Linked DNA regions of Mus musculus: region 2 is linked to region 1. The links are chromatin contacts, called in public HiChIP or PLAC-seq maps. All regions are on one chromosome and are shown on one strand. The core of a region is the stretch at or near the end of the contact, and the rest is flanking DNA. Distances in the headings are between cores, read along the strand shown.

The links. HiChIP or PLAC-seq counts read pairs in DNA pulled down with a chosen protein or histone mark.
Region 2: a contact with region 1 is called in an H3K27ac HiChIP or PLAC-seq map of embryonic stem cells, with 8 read pairs. The contact joins the promoter of Platr20 here to the promoter of Zfp354b in region 1. A contact is called at or near these places in 6 of 39 promoter capture datasets (HPC-7-derived erythroid cells, embryonic stem cells, liver and 1 more), 3 of 15 datasets of contacts at CTCF or cohesin (embryonic stem cells and stem cell-derived epiblast-like cells), 14 of 484 Hi-C or Micro-C datasets (the HL-1 cell line and embryonic stem cells), 7 of 115 datasets of contacts at active chromatin or transcription factors (embryonic stem cells and stem cell-derived neural progenitor cells) and 3 of 9 other capture datasets (adipose tissue, embryonic stem cells and macrophages).

What each region holds. Positions count from the first base shown.
Region 1 is chr11:50,929,905-50,936,144 of GRCm38.p6, forward strand. Zfp354b (zinc finger protein 354B) reads right to left here and starts at 1,731. Exons shown (of 5, transcript NM_013744.3): 1 at 1,601-1,731; 2 at 997-1,081. The coding sequence starts at 1,029.
Region 2 is chr11:51,217,890-51,223,953 of GRCm38.p6, forward strand. It overlaps Platr20 (pluripotency associated transcript 20), which reads right to left and starts at 2,529. Exons shown (of 5, transcript NR_110444.1): 1 at 2,479-2,529; 2 at 1,569-1,664. It overlaps Gm12569 (predicted gene 12569), which reads left to right and starts at 2,682. Exons shown (of 6, transcript NM_001378502.1): 1 at 2,682-2,753.

The DNA of each region.
Region 1 (6,240 bases), core at 481-2,980:
GTCCAGCAAGATTCCTTACTCTGCGTTTTCACATGCATGCAGTGCCTGTAGGAAAAATAACTTACTATGGAGAGAATACAAACGATAATCTTTGCCTTAAAGACTTTCCGATCTAATCAGCACACAGGCATGTGTAGAAATCATTTCAACAATGTAAAAAAAAAAAAAAAAAAAAAAGCTGTGTAGCTGGTCTGGTAAGACCCACACACCATCTCCTGCTTCGGTCCTCACTCCAGAACAAGAATCCTACAAGGGGATGCTGTTATTTTTATTTTATTGGTAAGGGAACTGAGACACAGAAGTTAGACTTACTGATTTAAGGCCCACAGATGGTAACAGAGGGGGTAGGGTAAAAATCAACGGTCTTGAGCCTCCCACTGTGCTTTCTAATTTTCTGTCAAATATCCCAGGAAACCCTCTTCATGGCTTCTTGATAAGTCGTCTCCTTGCTCTCAGAGTGAGGCTCCTGACACTGTGTCCCCTGCAGTATGGCTTTCCCCTGTCCACGCAGCAGCTCACCTCGATGGGGGCAGCTCTATATTCCCGCTCCTCCAAATGGCAGGTCAAGAGTAGTTGTTTTCACAAGAATGGTACAATCCAAACCTAGGATCTACAGAGTATAGGAGGGGAACCACGGGATGGAGGAGCGCCGCAAGCATTCTTAAGGGCAAAAAGAAATAGATGGGCAATCCAGGTGAGGGCTGAGAAAAATAAACATGAGGGAAGCAGACCAGAAAGGACTTCCGCCAGCTGTGTCCCTAGTGATAACGGACATCTGCATGTCGCTGTCAATGTAGTAAGCACAACAGACCGGGATCAGCTAACAGCAACGCAATATACTGTGAGCGAGCGTGCAGTGTGCTTCCTAGACAACCAGCTCCTCCAAGAGCACCAAGTCCTGGTGAAGGGTCTACTGGGCGGAGAGCCTCAGTCTGGAAGGAAAACCAAAACCATATAAAATACTCCTGCCATGAACTGAGACGGCAATGCGCTCACCTGAGACTTCCCTTCCCTTTGCTCTGGAGCCATGCTCACTTTCTGGGCTTTTCTCAAAGATGGGTACAGTGTCCAAAAATGCGATCTGAGGGAAGAAGAAAGAAAGATTGCTTCGCACCCCTCAGAAGCCGCATCTCCGAATGCGTTCCACCAGCTGAGCCTGGCGCTTCTGCTTCCAGAACGGAAAGCGGGAGCTGGGGGCGGGCGGCAGAGAATTGACAGGTCACCACTCTTCTGGTCTCTAGATTTTCAGAAACAAGACTCAGGCGACACTGGACTCCATGTCACCGAGGAGACTCACTATGCCTCCGCGAGTCAGGCATCACCCTATGCTGTTCACCCCAGCTCAGTTGGCAGTGCCAACCCCCTTCAGATCAGAGTGCACTGAGGCCAGAGTGCAGCCACAGTGGGAACACAAACGTTTTTCACCCGTTTAGATCTGACCACGGGCCCACTCCACGTGCAGCCCACCCAACTGCTCTGCTGCTGTCAAGGGATCAATTTCCACATCCCCAGAGAAAACTCCAGAAAGGGGACCAGTGACTCATGGCGGCCCACGCTGAAGTCGCCACAGGCCTCCGTGTCCTCCAGCCTGGCCGCTCACCTCCCCCCTGCTCCCGCCACGCCTCATGAAGGCTCGCAGCTGCCACGCTTGGAGACTCAGACTGGGGAGCTAGATCAGGGCAGAGAATCGAGCCACAGACACCCGGCGGCCTGATAGATCTCACAGGGGGCGGGGCTGGAGGGGGGAATAATGAGGATAGCTGATGCAGAGGCCTCTGGGAAATGTAGTTTACCTCGGGACTCAAGGATTCTGGGATATAAAGTTGACCGCTTTGGTGCGCAGCTGCGGTGGAGAGCCCCCCCTCCCCAAACTCCCAAAAGGCCCCGGGTCACTAGCTCTGTGAAGTCTTAGATGTGGTATGCATTTTAATTCCATTTGTGTGGATGGGGTAAGGCCAGCCCACAGCGGCCAGAAACAGACTGGCAGTTACGTATTAACATCATGTTGTAAGCCTTTTGAAATAAATCAAAGAACAAAAGGGACCTCACTTGGTAAGCAGTGGTTTTTAGTAGGATAAAGTGTAGACAGTGAGCTGTGGAAATAATTATATATTGATTTAGACTCAGAGGGTGTTACAGGAAAATGCAAAAGAAAGGCTAGCTGAAACCTGGCACTCTGGGATTTAAAATAAAAATGAATGAATAAATGAATACATGAATGAATGAATGAATGAATGGAAAATGATAGATGAAGACGCCTGATATTAACCTCTGGTCTGAGTACAATGTACAACACACACACACACACACACACACACACACACACACACTCCAAAGCATAGAAAATATGATTGTGGAAGCCATAGTATGCCAGTGTGACACACAATACAGTACATCCCTCTGTCCACATATCTTCATTTGCAAATGTTTGTTGTAATGAGTCATTGATCTGGTTCAAGATCTCTGGCTTCTATGACACCATCAATATTGGACCCTCACTGAGACTCCTCCCAATTATCCTGTTGTCACCCTGTGTGTTAAAGATCCTGTAACAGCTTTGGATCGGCAGGACTGGCCCTTTCATGTGCCCCAACAATTCACACATGATACAGATTTTAGGAAGGGACAACCAGAGCCCTGGATCTGGGCCTGGGTGGCAGCTGAGTTGATGAGCTCAATGGCTGCCCCTTATCTGAATCACCAGGGTAAACTCTCCAGTACTGTTCAGCAAGGCCACCCAATGCCACAGTCAGCAGAAGGCAGAATCACCTCTCCTACTCCCATGCCTTTGGGTCAGCTCACCAGCACCTTTGTCATCAGGGCATCTTCACTGAGTTGCCCAGATGAGCTGTAGGGCCTGCTCTCCAGAGTGCTGCAGTCAGTGACAGGGCAGGACCGGCTCTCCTACTCTCATGCCCTCCAGGTGCTACCTCAGATGGTAAGGGACAGGGTGGGGGAGGGTACCACCACCCCTCCCCCGTCACCCAGGCCATTGCTGAGCCTTATCTCTTACAGGATAAGGTGTTCACAGGGGCCAGAGTTAAAAGGATACAATGAAAAAGGGAGGAACAGAGGCAAGGATACATATTGAATGGAATTGCAAGCAGTTCACATCAGATCTAAGAAACACAAAGTTACTCTTAATTACAAATAGAAACATTATTTAACAAGGACTTAACTAGGGACAAACAGAAACTTACTAACTAGGATTTAACACAAGACAAACATAAACTTCTTAATAACTATGAGAAGCCTTGCCCTGTAAAGACTTAACACAGGACAACCAGGAACTTCTTGACTGTCTTAACTGCAAACAGAACTCACAGTTCTGCAAGGTGTAGTTTCTGTTTCTGCCTCCCATTACCTTCTGAGATACTTGTTCTTGTTTTGGTCTCATGGCACTGGCGTGAATGAGTAGTCTTAGCTCCTACTCTCTGTAGCTACCGTTAACCCAATACTGTAAGCATTCATTACAGTGACAGGAATTTCCTAATTCTCCTGCGGCAGAACTGTCTTCCTGATGAGCCCCTTTCTCGGCTTATAAAATGCTGGTGTTGCTCAAGACTAATTCCTGGGGTCTTCTCATCACTAAGACTAATTCATGGGGTCTTCTCATCACAAGACTAATTCCTGGGGTCTTCTCATCACTAAGACTAATTCCTGGGGTCTTCTCATCACTGACTCTTGAGTTCTCCCTATTATTATTTTAATTGCCTTCGATTCTCCAATATTCTCCCAGTTTTCTTCTGAGTTCTGGTAATCCTCCAGATGTGCCCTCTGAACTCTGTCATCCAGGTTTCTTTTCTTTTTTTCTTTCTTTTCTTTTTCTTTTTTTCTTTTTTTTTTCGAGACAGGGTTCTCTGTTGTAGCCCTGGCTGTCCTGGAACTCACTCTGTAGACCAGGCTGGCCTCGAACTCAGAAATCCACCTGCCTCTGCCTCCCAAGTGCTGGGATTAAAGGCGTGCACCACCACTGCCCGGCAACTTCTGCTTTCTTTAAAAAGTCAGCTATGTCAAAAGGTATTTTCCTGGGTTGGTGAGATGGCTCAGTGAGTAAGAGCACCCGACTGCTCTTCCGAAGGTCCAGAGTTCAAATCCCAGCAACCACATGGTGGCTCACAACCATCCGTAACGAGATCTGACTCCCTCTTCTGGAGTGTCTAAAGACAGCTACAGTGTACTTACATATAATCAATAAATAAATCTTTAAAAAAAAGGTATTTTCCTGAAGCAGATACAAGTAAAAGAATGTTTTGCTAAAACAGATGCATGAAGGAATGTTTCACTAAAGTGGACACAGGTGAAAGGAAGTTTTACGCCGGGCATGGTGGCACACACCTTTAATCCCAGCACTCGGGAGGCAGAGACAGGTGGATTTCTGAGTTCAAGGCCAGCCTGGTCTACAAAGTGAGTTCCAGGATAGCCAGGGCTATACAGAGAAACCCTGTCTCGAAAAAAAAACACAAAAAAAACAAACAAACAAACAAAAAAAACGAACAAAAAAAAGGAAAGGAAGTTTTACTAAAGCAAACATGTAAAAAGATACCTGATGAAAGATTCTTCACTAACCACACACAAATATTGGTTCACCTTACACTGCATAGCTGAGCTCCATTTATAATGACAACATAGAGAAAAGCACACCAAAAGACTTTTGGTGATGTTCTGGCGGCATCTTGCTGTTTCCACGGACTCAGGCCGATTGACAGAATGATGTTAGCTGGTACAGGCTCATGCAGAGTTTTACTGAGATGAGACACATGGTGAGACGAGACCTATAGAGGGCATGTAATGTTTAGAGGGAGATATATAAGACTCAACGGACAGAGGCAGGGACTTACTTGCATAACTAGCTTTACAATGTTTCATTGGTTGCACATCTTCATCGTCACTGATTTTCACATCATGAAGAGATGCATGGCAAAGAACTCCTGGTGTCCCTAGTGGTCCTGGTTCCTCCTGCTGACTCTTGCTGATTTCACAGAGACCTGGCTGTTTCTGCTGGGTCATGCCACCACTGCTGATTCATGTTTGCTATCCCAACACTACTAAACTGGACTACTAGTATATTCATGAACTGTTTGTGAGTGGATCGAGCTGCTACTGATTTCTATGAACTAAACTGCTGATTTCCTGACAACACAGATTAGATTTGCTCTAATGACCAATTTCTAAACAAGTCCGCTTTTCCCATAACCTAATAACCTTTCTTTCCCACTACCTCTGGTGGGTGGTGGGCTAGAAGGGAAGTTAAAGCATTTTTAAAAAGCCTTATTAAAATTAAGATTTTAAAAATCTAAACTACACAGGAGCTACCTGGCATTTTTGGATACTTCTAAACTCTAGAGCTCCAACAGTCTGTAAGTGTACCTTTCTGATACTGGTGGTCCCTGAGTTTCTTTCTTCTTATTCGCCTATTCTTTGAAAACTTCATATATGTATATGATATAGTTTGATGATAACCAGTTTCCTCCTCTTCTTCCGACTTCTCCGAGATCCCCTCACACCTTCACATCTTCTTCTCTATAGCCCACTGAGTCGAGTGAGTGCTGGCCCTGTGTGCCTCTGTGTAGGTCGATCCACTGGGGCATGGCAACCTAGGAGAGGCCATAAACTGCAGATAGCTCTCAGCTAGGCTTGAAGCCTCACAAACCTCTCCCGTCCATGCTGCAATGCTGACGGGCCTGATCTCAGGTGGGACTTGTGCAGGCAGCCACAGCCACTCTGATTCCCTCAGCTGTGTCCACTCCAGAAGACACTGTCTCACAGCCATCCTTACCATAGCTCTGGCTCTCCCCAGATGTCCTCCGAGCCTTGGGAGGAGGGGTGACATACACATCCCATTTGGGGCAGAGCACTCATACTTCAGGGTTCCATTTGCAGAGAAAGTGTAGGCTCTTGACTGATTCACTGCTTCAAAAGCAATCTCCCAGGGGCTTTGGTGCTTTCCAGCAAATATGGTCTGCAGAAATAAGCAAGATTAGCAGATTTTTATTTTTTTATTTATTCTTTTGGAGTTTGACACCTGTCAGTGTACTTGATAAGATCTGATAAATTCTCTTTTAAAGAGGCTGAAATACAGGCTGGAAAGAAGGCTCCGTAGTTAAGGATGCTTGGTGCTCTTGTGGAGGGCCTGAGTTCAGTTCCCAGGGCTCATATGGTAGCTCACAGCCAGTGTAACTCCAGCCCCAGGGGTTTCAATAACCTTCTATGAACCCCGTGGGCACCTGCACTCCAACA
Region 2 (6,064 bases), core at 1,279-3,778, 290 kb after region 1:
AGTGGTTCACAACCATCTGTAACTCCAGCTCCAGGGGTCCTGACACCCTCATACAAATATACAGACAGGCAAAACAGCAATGCACAGAAAAAAAGTAATAAATATTAAATACATAAATAAATAAATTATATATAAAGAAAGACATTGATGACATTCTCAGGCTTCTCTAACATGAACCTTCAAACTCTTCCACATTCCTGCCACAAACCTAGAACCAATTTTCATCAAACTCCATGTGTCTTATCACCAGTTCAGTGTGCTAGTTACCTTAATGTGGCAATAAGCACAGTCCTGATATAGTGTAGGGGAAGAAAAGTTTATCTGTGTGTCTTAGTTAGGGTTTTATTGCTGTGAAGAGATACCATGACTGTGGCAATTCTTATAAAGGAAAATATTTAATTTGAGCTGGATTACAGTTCAGAGGTTTAATCCATAATCATTATGATGGGAAGGAAGCATGGTTGTACACAAGTAGACATGGTGCTGGAGAGGAGGCTGAGAGTTCTACATCTGGTTTCCCAGGCACAGGAAGAGAGAGACTGGGCCTGACTTGAGCATCTGAAACCCCAAAGCCCATGCCTGAGTGACACACTTGCTCTAAGGCCAGACCTACTCCAACAGGGCCACACCTCCCAATACTACCAACCCCTATGAGCCTATGGGGGCCATTTTCATTCAAACCACCACATGGGCTTAAGAGCCCATGTCCCTCTTCTGTCTATTAGCATGTTCTTTAAAGCATAGGTAGATCCTTTCATAACTGACTGACCTATAGCAATGTAAGATACACCTGTGACATGCTCTGTGTGATAATGTCTACAATATGGCTGTATTCTAATAGCTACATAGACAGTAGCATCATCAGCTTCAGTCTGTAAAGGCATTTCCAAGATGGCCACCATCTCTAATAAATGTGCACTCTCAGAATCATTTCTCTCAGAATTTAAGGCAAAAGCATATGGAAATCCTGAGTGTGCATCAATTGTATGATGCATTAACATATGTATATACTGTAATTCTTCAAACTCTACAAACTGAAACATATAATCTATAGTATGGCATCATTAAACAGATCTATATTCTTAACTCGGCATAAGTCTCTTTATCTAGAAATTTAATAGGCTGCCATTAAATTTGACTAGCTAGCTGAATGTCTGGAACAGGGCTAGAGTTACAAGGTGGCTCTAGGCTTTGGTCTGGCTACCTCTGAAGATCATTTATTTCGAATCGGAATTTCCCAATCTCTTTCCTATTACCTCCATTCCAGCCTTTAATTTTTCAGTCTTTCCTTCTCTAAGTCTGCTTTATTTTCATCTCTCTTAAACAGGATATCTAAAATTGCCATCATTACTGAAAGTGTAATTATTTGTATGCTGATGATCGTATCAAAATTATATGGAATCCAGATGCCCTGTGTTGTTGTGTTTTCCATTTCTTAACACAGAATTTTTTTCTTTTTCAATCTCTAACTCTCTCCTTCCCAAAGAGATTTTATTTTATTAATTTTTAAATTATTTTTTTCTTTTCTTTCTTTAGCACTGAAGCATAATTCCAAATATTTTTTTTACCTGTTCAAGGGCTTCTGTCTGGGCTTAGATAGGTATCTTCCGCGTGTTGTCTCTGTTGAGCTGTTCGGCGGCTTGCACCTCCCACTGAGGGTAACCCTGTTCCAGACATTCAGCTCCCAGTCAAGCCCGCTGTTGGCCCCGCCCCAGCCCTTAAGCCCACAAGGAATAGTTGGACCCCCTGTTCAGCTCAGTCTAACAGTTTACTGGAAGAGCCGAGGCTTCTGGGCTTTGGAGTGCAGGGACCTGATCTGTTCGCTTTGCCAGTAGCTCACAGAGTGTGTAGGATGGGGTGCCTGCCTGTCCTGGGCCCACATGTGTAAGCCCCCGGGGCTGCTTGCTCAGACCTCTGTTAGCACCAAGACTCTCACTGGAGTAGTGTGGGCTGACTTCAGCCTTTCCACTGTTGAAGCTATGAGCAGAGACGAAGCCTGCCACGCAACATAGTCAGATTGTGCGTGTGGCTGTGCCTTGGGGATGGGGTGGGTGGTGGCTGTGGTGTGCTAAGTGTGGCTAAGTATGTGCATGCACCCCGAGTGGCCTGGCTCCCAGGTGTCTGTCTAAAGCTGCTCTGACCTTCTCTGCCCCGAGGCTCTGATAGTGGATCTGGTTTTTCTGCTCAGTGAGGGCTTCTTAAAGAAGCACTCGGCCTCTGGCGGTCTCCTGCTTCTTCCCTGCTCTTTGGCTAGGAAGCCGCCTTCACCCAGGACTTTCCCCAGGCTCTAAGCTTGGATTTTCTTCCGCACATTGAGCACCAAACGCAACTGTGGGTCTTTCTCTATGTCCACCTCAGTTCCCAAATAATGGCATAAAGGCTCATATTTACTTACAATACTTTTGGTCTTAGCTTAGGCTTGCTCCTAACTAGCTCGTAACTCCATTAGCCCATTTATACTAAGTTCTGCCTAGTTACCTCCTCGGTTACATACGTCCAACTTTCTCCGCATCACAGTAGCAAATCTCCCGCCCGTCTCTCTTTCCCAGAGTTCCCCTCTCTGTCCGGAAGTCCCACCTTACTATTCTTAGTCTGCCTTTTGCTATAGGCCATAGGCTTTTTATTTTAACCAATCGGAAGGTGCCTTAGGCAGGCAAGGAAGGACAGAGACACATCTTCACACAGTGTACAAAACAACACTCCAACAAGACAGGGTGGTGCATGCCTTTAATCCGGGCACTCCTGTGACAGAGGTAGGTGAATCTCTGTGAGTTGCCCGCCAACTTGGTCTACATAGCGAGATCTAGGACAGCCAGGATTATGAGGTGAGACCCTGTCTCATCCCATATCTTAAATAAGCCAGCCCCGCCACAAAACCTCTGACCTACAATGTGTCCTGCTTGCAAGATGTGCTGGGGTAATGGCGGTACTGAATTTGTGAGAGTAGAAAGCAATGTCTGATTTAACTTGAGGCTTACCTACTCCGTGAGCGGGCGGGCGCCCTTGCCTGACACTTCTTGGAAGGCCAGAAAATGGAAACTGAATAGTCCAGAGATCTAGAGTAGAACCAAACACGACTAGTCTTTTTTTAAAAAATGATTCCTAATGATATTTTACTGTGATTAGAGATTAGTGACTTGTCCCGTTGTCATCAGAGAGGCTTCCTCCAGCAGTACATGGGAGCAAATGCAGAGATCCACAGTTAAGACTTTATGTGGAGAGAGTCTAAACTGGAGTCCGCCGGAGCTCCGGAAATTCCATGTAAGAGGTGGCGGAAAGACCTTGGGAGTCAGAGGGGCTAAAGGACACCAGGAGAATATGACCCACCAAATCAACTAAGCAGGACACATATGGTTTACAGAAACTAAAGCAAGCACCGGACCTACAGAAATCTGTATCCGGTCCTCTGCATATATGTTGTGGCGGTTAGCTTGTTGTTCTTGTGGAACTCCTAACTGTGGGAGTGGGTGTGTCTTTGACACTTTGGACTGCACTTAGGACAATTTATTTTTCCCCTCTTAGGTTGCCTTGTCTAGACTCGGTTGAGGGCTTTTTCTTTGTCCTATGGTATTTTCTTTTTGTGTGTACAATTGGTTGTGGTCTCTTGGAAGCCTGCTCTTTTAAGAAGGGATGTTGAGGGGGAGTGGATCCAGAGGGGAGGGGAGTGGGGTAGATGGTAGGCATGGTGGGAAGAGAAATGTTGGTGGGATATAGTGTATGAGAGAAGAATCTATTTTTAATGAAAAGAAGAAGAACCCAACTCGCGGGATTAGTTCCGTCCAGATCCTCATTCTCTTTATAATCCTGCTACTTAATGCCTTCGGCCCTTGGCTTCCCTCTCTCCCTTCCTCCTGCTCTTCCCTCTCCTCCACTGCTCTCCTGAGTTCCCCCTCTCTCCGGGCTCCACTCTCTGGTTCTCATCTCCTCTCTGTTTTTCTCCTAGCCAGATCTAGTCTGCTGAACATGCTCGATCTGCTCTATTCTCTCTGCTCTGGGCTCTCACAGGTGCCCCTGGCTGTTTTCTCTCTCTCATATTTACAACAAGAAAAATCCCTGGTTGAGCATACCATGAGCAGTCATGTCTTCAGTTTATCCAGAAACCATGAGCACAGTTAACAGAAATTCTCTGATCACAGAAGAGAGAGTGGAGATGAGATTGAATGGCTCTCCTGGCACTAAAGGTTGCCGTTCTAGAAATGGAGCCTCCACAACAGAAGACTAGCAGAGAGATGAAAAGTCAGCCCCCTAACCACCTTTCTAGGTGACCATCTCACCCTACGCAGGTCCCCTCCCTTTCAATAGTTATGGTTTCCTTGGAAGATCAAGAACAAGGCATAAAGAATGGAGTCCTATCCACTCATTTAGTATTGCATTTTATTCTGATGTGAGGCAGACATGGGCACCACAGGACAAGGGGTATCCACAGTTCTTCAGAGAGGATAACTGAGATTCTATTATCTTTGCTGATGATCTGGATTGTCCTCTGAGGTTGAAACTTTCTAGGGAAGCTGGGGTCTCCTCGGTCAGAGGCATGAACTAGCTATGACACTTATCTTGGAGAACTCCTGTTGAAATGATCCTCCAGGATTGTCACTGGTGATGGGGACAATTGAAGTTTCCCAGTCCTGAAGCTGGTGCACATAGGTATTTGGAGGTACACTGAACCTGTCAAGAATTCTCAATTCTGAGGATTTAGGCCAAGCTGGAGGTGGGTGGAACCATCGCAGAGAGGACCTGAGAAAACCAAGAACGGATAAGCAACTCTTCCACAGTCTGGTTCTCTGCCTGTGAAATTCCATCTTCATTTCTGTTTTGAACACATCGAAGTCTACAGGGCTCCCAGTCAGGTCTGTCTAGAGACTAGCAAGCTCTTCCTGTGCGCGCAGGTAGAAGTGTGGAGAGTGGATGGTCTTGTCATTCTTGCCGCTGCTTAGGGAAGAAGAGTAGCTGTGCCTGTGGATGCCCCTCTCTAGGATAGAAGGTAAAAATATAAAAGAGCAAATCTGAAAAGTGTCTGTGCTGCCTGGAGTCCAGGATCCTGGGCACAGCCTCCCCATAAGGAGAAAACTAGGGGCCTCGCCTTGTTCTCTCATTGCATAGAGTGCTGTACAGATCCTTCAGGCTCAGCAGCAAGTGCAAACAGCTACTCTAGCTCTTCTGCAGGCCCTGTGATAGAGCTCCTGTGAAAGTGCTCTAGGCCTCCTTGTGATCTCCCACTCCTGCAGGGAGATTTCCCAGTGACTCCATCATCTGTCTGAAGGACCTGCAAGGGACAGAGAATTGTGATGAGAACAGTTGACTTTACAAATATGCTCACCTGACCATTTTCCAGAGACTCTTCTTCATACTACCCAGCCAGACTTTTCTGTATGAAAGTTTGGGAAATGAGTAACCCTTGTGGGCAAGCCCTGAATTTAGCATGTTCCTGAGTCCCTTTCAGCTATAAGACATGGTCACTCTGAGATACGTACAAGTGTTTTCTTTTATAAACTATGTCAGAGCTCAGGGAAGGTTTTCTAGGGTACACGGCCCACCCAGGAAGTTTTCCTATTTGAAGCTGTCTCAGTCCCATTCCTTCAGAGTCATGGCAGGAAATCGGGATTCCAGAAAGCTGAGATCTCCCTTGGGCCCAGAGTCTATGTAGGACCTAGGAAAGCAGTTCTGACTGGGGAGGAGAATATGGGACAAAATACTTTTCCCTCACAGGCAGACCTTAAGGAGTTGGTACCTGAGGAATTCTCTACTTCCTGGTCTCCGTTGTCCTCTGTCTAGGATGTCAGCCAAATGTCCAGTTTCTCTGTGGCTTTCTAAACAACAAAGCAAACTGTATTGACTACACTCATGTGATAGGATTCTCTTCAGTAATTAAATTAGACATTTGGTACAAACACAGTGTATGTCAGCACGTGAGAGGCAGGCTTAGGGCAGTAACTAGTTTGAACCAGCTTTAGTCAGAGAATGAGACCAGTCTCAGAAAATGACAACAGTAAAATGCCAAAGTATTAATAACTGATGGTGCGGACTCACTTCACTGAGAAAGTTGTGTTTGGAAGACAATTACTTA